2 separate regions of the Mus musculus genome follow, and region 1 is linked to region 2. A link is a contact called in public HiChIP or PLAC-seq data. All regions are on one chromosome and are shown on one strand. Each heading gives the region's core, a stretch centred on a gene start, on an enhancer-like site or on the middle of the called end of the contact. The rest is flanking DNA. Distances are from core to core; before and after follow the strand shown. Region 1 overlaps Paip1 (polyadenylate binding protein-interacting protein 1). Region 2 holds the start of Nnt (nicotinamide nucleotide transhydrogenase).

What was found. HiChIP or PLAC-seq counts read pairs in DNA pulled down with a chosen protein or histone mark.
Region 1: an H3K27ac HiChIP or PLAC-seq map of microglia shows a contact between it and region 2, with 3 times the contacts expected there. The contact joins the enhancer-like site here to the promoter of Nnt in region 2. A contact is called at or near these places in 17 of 39 promoter capture datasets (the 3T3-L1 cell line, 3T3-L1-derived adipocytes, the C10 cell line and 14 more), 1 of 15 datasets of contacts at CTCF or cohesin (CD8 T cells), 15 of 484 Hi-C or Micro-C datasets (CD4 T cells, Sertoli cells, astrocytes and 9 more), 10 of 115 datasets of contacts at active chromatin or transcription factors (the HPC-7 cell line, the SCID.adh cell line, embryonic stem cells and 4 more) and 3 of 9 other capture datasets (adipose tissue, liver and pancreatic islet).

The regions. Positions count from the first base shown.
Region 1 is chr13:119,442,376-119,445,598 of GRCm38.p6, forward strand. The region is part of intron 4 of Paip1 (polyadenylate binding protein-interacting protein 1); the gene reads left to right. Among named protein-coding and RNA genes, the nearest start is that of Paip1, 15 kb to the left of the region's middle. Within about 2 kb of position 1,821, at least 6 of the 459 cell types and tissues checked have an H3K27ac peak or open chromatin away from gene starts, as enhancers often do. A contact at or near this core is called in microglia, where this site is marked.
Region 2 is chr13:119,407,435-119,410,618 of GRCm38.p6, forward strand. Nnt (nicotinamide nucleotide transhydrogenase) reads right to left here and starts at 1,823. Exons shown (of 17, transcript NM_001308506.1): 1 at 1,469-1,823.

The DNA of each region.
Region 1 (3,223 bases), core at 571-3,070, 35 kb after region 2:
ATGAGGATGGGGGGAGGTGCTCATCATGGCTTGCTGAGCAAGTTTATTTATGGAATGCAGAAGATAACTCCCTCCCTCAGGGCTGGCACCACCCACAGTGGGCTGAGCCCTGCATATCAATGACTAATTAAGACAATGCCCTTCTGCTGGATCTTATGAAGGCATTTCTTCAATTGTGGTTCCTTTCTGTCAGGTAACTCTAGCATGTTTCAAGTTGACATAAAATTATCTATTACACCTAGGGAAGAGCCATTGGTTATCTACTTAATACCAAGTGGTCAGTCCAAATACCATATGCATAAGAGGCTAGAGACCATATATTTGAAGGGGGAAATGGTTCATGAGAGGAGAGAGAAGGGGAGAAATAAATGATGTACTTATATTTAAATTTAAAAATATTTAAAAGTTAAATCATTGATAAAGGTGGTACTTCAAATACACTTATAAAAGATGAATTGTGTTAGCAGTTAAGTGGATAGTTATTTATAGAAATAGAAAAAGTAGAGATGGGTTCTTGTCCTATACCAGATTAGTACATCAGACTAAAATGAGACAACTAGGGAAAGTAATAAGTAAACAAATCTTGGGTTGTCAAAGCTATTTTAAGCAAGACATTGTAGACCACAAACTTAAATTTAGAAAATTAAATATAAATTACATTTGGGGAAAGTCAGAATTTATATAAAGTAAAATTAGAAATTTTAGCCGGGCGTGGTGGTGCACGCCTTTAATCCCAGCACTCGGGAGGCAGAGGCAGGTGAATTTCTGAGTTCGAGGCCAGCCTGGTCTACAGAGTGTGTTCCAGGACAGCCAGGGCTATACAGAGAAACCCTGTCTCGGGGGGGAAAGAAGAAGAAGAAATTTTATACATAGCAGTGAGCTCTTTTTATGCATTAGTTAAGGAGCTCTCTAAGAATGAGTTTAAAAAAAAAAAAAGCCTAGTGGGGCTGGAGGGATGGCTCAGCAGTTAAAAGCATCTGGCTGCTCTTCCTGAGGACCTGGGTTTGATCCCCAGCACCACATGGCAGCTCACAGCCATCTGTAACTCTAGTCCTGGCCTGCTTTTCTTTTCTTCTGTGAGCAACGTGCATGCACATGGTACACAGACATGTAGGCAAACACCCAGACACATAAAAACAGTCAAGTTTTAAAGAAAAAAAAATTCAAATAGCTCTGGATAAATACAGTTTGGGAAAAAAATGACAAAGTTACATATACTTTTAAAAACTACTGTAATTAAGTACAATCTGCCGTATCTGGACAGAGAAGGTGGAATAGAAGCAGGGTATGATGCCAGAAAGACCACCTTATTCAACTTATCTTTGAGTTTTCTTTGTTCTGAGTTTTCTTTCCAATTGTGATCTCCTACAGTGCTGTAATACTATCAAAGACACTGATTTGAAAAAGTGCTGCTAATATGAATGGGAAATAGCACAATGCTACCCTTAAAAGTATATGTCTTAGTAGTTTGAAAAGGACAGAGTGAAGTTACAGTGGTATTGCGGGGAAATCTGGTCTTTGTTCTTTCACCTTTGTGAAATAAGCACAAGTTCTTATCATTGAAAATAGCTTCTAGAGACTCAGGGTCTTTCACCTGGGAAATCATCCATGTATGGCAGTAAGGATTTACTTGGGCACATCACTGTGTCTTAATATCTCATGGTCTTAGAAATTTATAAAAGAAAAAAAATCTATCAAATTTAACTACAAAATTGTAACGGGAAAGAAAGTAGAAAAAAGTTTAGATAGTTGAATTGTCATTAGCCCTTTGATTACTAGCCCTTCCTATGTGTATCTACTGGTGAGAAATTCCTTTAATATATTTGAGAAGATAACAACTCTTACTGCATTTGACTCAAAAGACAGTGTTTATTAATTAGGCTTTAGCTTGTGATAATTAGAATTGTAAGTTTCTTGTTATTTCACACTGACCAGGAAATAGAGGGTTTCTTTGTCTTAAAAAAGATGAGGAGGAAAGTTGTTTTTTTTTGTTGCTGTTTTTAAAAAAAAAGGAACTATCATAAGCTGGCTATTTGGAAAACATTCAGTCCAGACTTCTCCTTTGTCCTTTGTAAAAAGAGAACTATCAACATCAATTTTATAAAACAAATCACTTCTACTGGCATTTCTTACTACTTCATCTATTTAAAAAGAAAGAAAAAACCCACTAAAATGAAATCCTCTAAACATCCATTTTAGTAATAGTAGCCAACATCATAATTTCCCTCTAGACTCCACGGTAGATGGATTGGTGTTAGTTCATATGCTTTGGAACTGTGAGTGTAATAAACTCCAAGGTTTCTGTTCATCACTACGTGAGGCAAGTGGACCAAGTTAGGGAAAAATGGAGCAAGAGAAAATCAGTTATTTGACACCTTCGATCTCCATTGGAAATAGAGACAAATTAATTGCTTTGGACTTGTGGTTTCAACTGGTGAGAGTTTGAGGTAATTAAATTTTACCTGTGGTTTGCAGTTTTATTAGAGGTCTTAATACTATTTAATTAGTATTTTACCCTCAGTATAATCTGATAATGTAAAATGGGAAGTATAAGAGTAATATATTTAGTTGGATATGGTAGTGCAAAATCTAATTTCCAGATCCTGGGAAGGTAGAGTAGGAAGATTGTCATTTGAGGGCTCTTCTAAGTAACATTCTAAGTTCAAGGCCAGCCTGGACCACTTAGCAAAAAACCTATCTAAAAAAAAATTACAAATGGCTGGGGAGACAGCTTATTGTTGCCTGCCTCATGTACCCAAGGCTCAGATTCGGTCTCCAGTGTCACAGAAAAAGAAAAGAGAAGAGAAGAGAAGAGAAGAAAAGACCTTAAGGATTTTTTTTTTTTTTTTTTTTTTTTTGAGACAGGGTTTCTCTGTATAGCCCTGGCTGTCCTGGAACTCACTCTGTAGACCAGGCTGGCCTCAAACTCAGAAATCAGCCTGCCTCTGCCTCCCGAGTGTTGGGATTAAAGGTGTGTGCCACCACACCCGGTTTAGGATTCTTTTTTTTTAACCCTTCAGGTGAACTAGATATACACATACATTCTTATTTAAAAAAAAAAGAAAGAAAGAAAGAAAGAAAACATTTAAGTTCTTCCTTAGTAAAAAACCTATTAGACATAATTTTTTCTTCATATTTTTAGTACTAGAATGTTCTGAACCTTGTGAAGTCTTTATTATTGCAAAAATCTAATAGTTTTATTGCATTTATTCCTATCATTTTC
Region 2 (3,184 bases), core at 573-3,072:
AGATCCTGGTGAGTTACTCCATTCACTTTGTTATTTTTCATGGCCCACTGCTTTGCATTAAACAGAGTAAGTCAGCTAATACTTTTTGACTGAACACTTAAATAACTAGGGCTGGGTATCCTGAGGCCATTCCACAATATATTTCTGAAACAGTTTCCAGACTCTTCCTTTGAAAATAAAAACTTTGTATAGCCTCGTAGAAAACTGGCCCTATCTGTTTGCTTATACTAGAATAATCCAAAACTGTCCCTTCAATAAATTAAAAAAAAAAAAAAAAGAAAGAATGAAAATGGAGCTGGGGTGGTAGCTCATGATTGTAAATGCCAGCATCGGAGAGGTTAAGGCAGGAGGAGCAACTCAAGTTCAAAGCCAGCCTAGGCTACACATAGAAGTTCGTTCAAGCCAGCCAAGGCTACAGACCGAGATCTTCCTCGTCTCGAAATAAAAAAGTATAATAAGAATAATAAAGTAAGAAAGGAAAAATAACCAAGATTTGCCCAAAAAAGGGGGTTCAGTGGGCAAGCAAGCCCCATGCCTCCAAAGTTTTCTAAGGACTGCACACTACCGTAGGACAAATAAAGGGCACCTGCAAGCATAAACAAAGTCATGCTTTTAAAAGCTAGGCATACCAACAAGGACACAATACCCTATCCTGGCAGGCAGCGTGACCTCTCCCAAAGCCACTGCAGCCATGGCTCCTGTCACAGGTGCTGCCCCTCCCTCAGCAACTAAACTGCCACCCTCTGGCACGTGCAGCTGGACCGCTATTTATAACCTCCTGTGGAAGCCCATTGGCTCTGGCTACATAGTAGTTATTGTGCCTCTCAAGTTTGAACCAGCTCTGGCCAGAACTACACCCTGACCTCTAATAGAGCCCACCGTGACTTACCAATCCAAACCCCTTTTTCTCAGTATTCAGAAACTACCACCAGTCAGCCCGGACCTACAGTCACATCTTTTCCTATACACCTAACTGGACACCCCGCCTGAACACTCTCAAAGTTCAAGTACAACTTAGGAGCGCCCAGCTGTCATTCTTCTAGGTAAACCATTCATCGAAAGTCCTCTACGACCTCTCTTCCAGTCCCTCTAAGGGCCAAAATGACTACGTACAACTTTTGCAGCCCTTGCCCCCACCCCACCCCCACCCCAGGATCCAAGATCTGCACCTGCACAGCTGTCACTTGCTTACTTTGTCTTCTGCCGGGACTCCGTTCCCACCTCTACCCTCTCACTCCTTTCCATGTCACCCCAATAGAACGCACACACAAAAGGAGCCCCGAGGCATATACCGCATTCCTTCTCCGTCAGTCTCCTGCAGGAGCCTCTGCGCCCCACTTGCTAGACACAGCCGACCCCGCCCCCCTGCTGCTCTCTCTCGGGTCCCCTTCGCCGAGGGACCGGGGATCTGCGCTGGCTGCCCGCCTTTTCCAGCAGCCCCTAGGCGCTGCAGGGCTGGTTGGCTCACCTGGACCGGCAGGCGGGACAGATGGCGACCCCGGGCTGCGAGCAAACGCCACGCCGAGCTAGCAGACCCGGGGTTGGCCCGCGGCGTTGTGCCTCCAACCCGGAAGAACAGCCCCAACTTTGAGGCGGCGGCGGCGACCACGTGACACAGGGCTGCCTAGACCCGGACCCGCGCCCCCTTTCGGCACCCCTTCTCCCCCTCCCCGAGCCTCCTGCCAAACCCGCTTGGCCCGATCGCCAGTCTGCAAAGGAGAAAAAGACTCCACCAGATGCACGCTTACAGCGCAGCAGCTGGTCCCCTCCGGGTGGCCGCTGAAGCCCCTTTGTCTCTGCCAGGGCCCCAGGCCCGCAGCCCCGCCCCCTTGCTCTTGCTCAATCGGCCTCTGTCAATCAAACCCGATGCCAAGCACTGCAACTCAAGTTTTTAGGAATTCGTACCTCTTCTTTCCCCCCAGGAGACTAAGTTACAAAGTGTGATTTCCTCACCGGTCTCCCAGCAGAGCAAATAAACGGATACTATAACTCCACTCTTGGGCCGGACTTTTCCTCTAACTCTCTAGGAAAAAAAAAAAAAAAAAATCCGAACTTCTGTAACTGGAGAAGACTTAGGCGGGAGGAAGCCGAGGGCGGGAATGGGGGCGTTGTTTTTCCATTCTGGACGGGGGTGGGGTTAAATTCCTCACAAACGAAGTCAAGGCCTGAAAATGAACACACACATGTGCATATTTGGCTTCAACAGCGAGGCCAGCCAAGAGGAAACCCTGCGCTACTATTAACATAGGCAGTGTCTAGAATGTAATTGTAGTTGACGTCCCTGTTAAGGTTCCTGATTAAGGAAATCAAAACATAACGACCTAGTTATTGGTTAGTGATTAGATTCTGTTACTTGCTCTGCAGGTACACTGATTAAACTTACCCAGCGCTGAGTCTAAAGGAAACGTCAGTGTAAGATTGTTTGTTTGCTTGCTTGCTTGCTTTTAATTTTTTTTTTAAGATTTATTTATTTATTATATGTAAGTACACTGTAGCTGTCTTCAGACACTCCAGAAGAGGGCGTCAGATCTTGTTACAGATGGTTGTGAGCCACCATGTGGTTGCTGGGATTTGAACTCCTGACCTTCGGGAGAGCAGTCGGGTGCTCTTACCCACTGAGCCATCTCACCAGCCCCTTGCTTTTAATTTAACTGAAATATTTTAACAGGCAGAAGAAAAAAAAAAAAAACAGACATTCAGTATCTTTTAAAAATAAGTGAACCACAGAGAACCCCTTATTTAGAGAATGCCTTGTGTTTTATACAGCAGAAAGGGTCATTGGGCTACTGGACTCCGCACAGCAATCTGGAGTAAACTCTTCCGGTGGCAGAAGAACTGGAAGGCAGGAAAGGACTCGGCCCGGTGTTTTAAAATAATAATCGTAAGTCAACAGATAGTAATACTGCAGGTACAATGAGGCAAGTCCTTAACCATTTTAAACTCTTTTGTGCTGCGGACTGTGTGGTAAGTAGTTCGGAGTTCACGTGCAAGGCTTTTCTACAATCAGCAAGTCTAGCCTTGAAGGGCATCTGCCTTCATACTCTATGTTTTCCAATGCTTTCTTTCTTAGTGTTGTTTTTGTTACTCCCCCTCCCCTCATTTTGAGTAGCATTCCCCTGTCCTGCTCCTTCCTCTGCCTCCTACCTCTCTAATGGAACTGTTCCACAATCATTTTTACACAGTG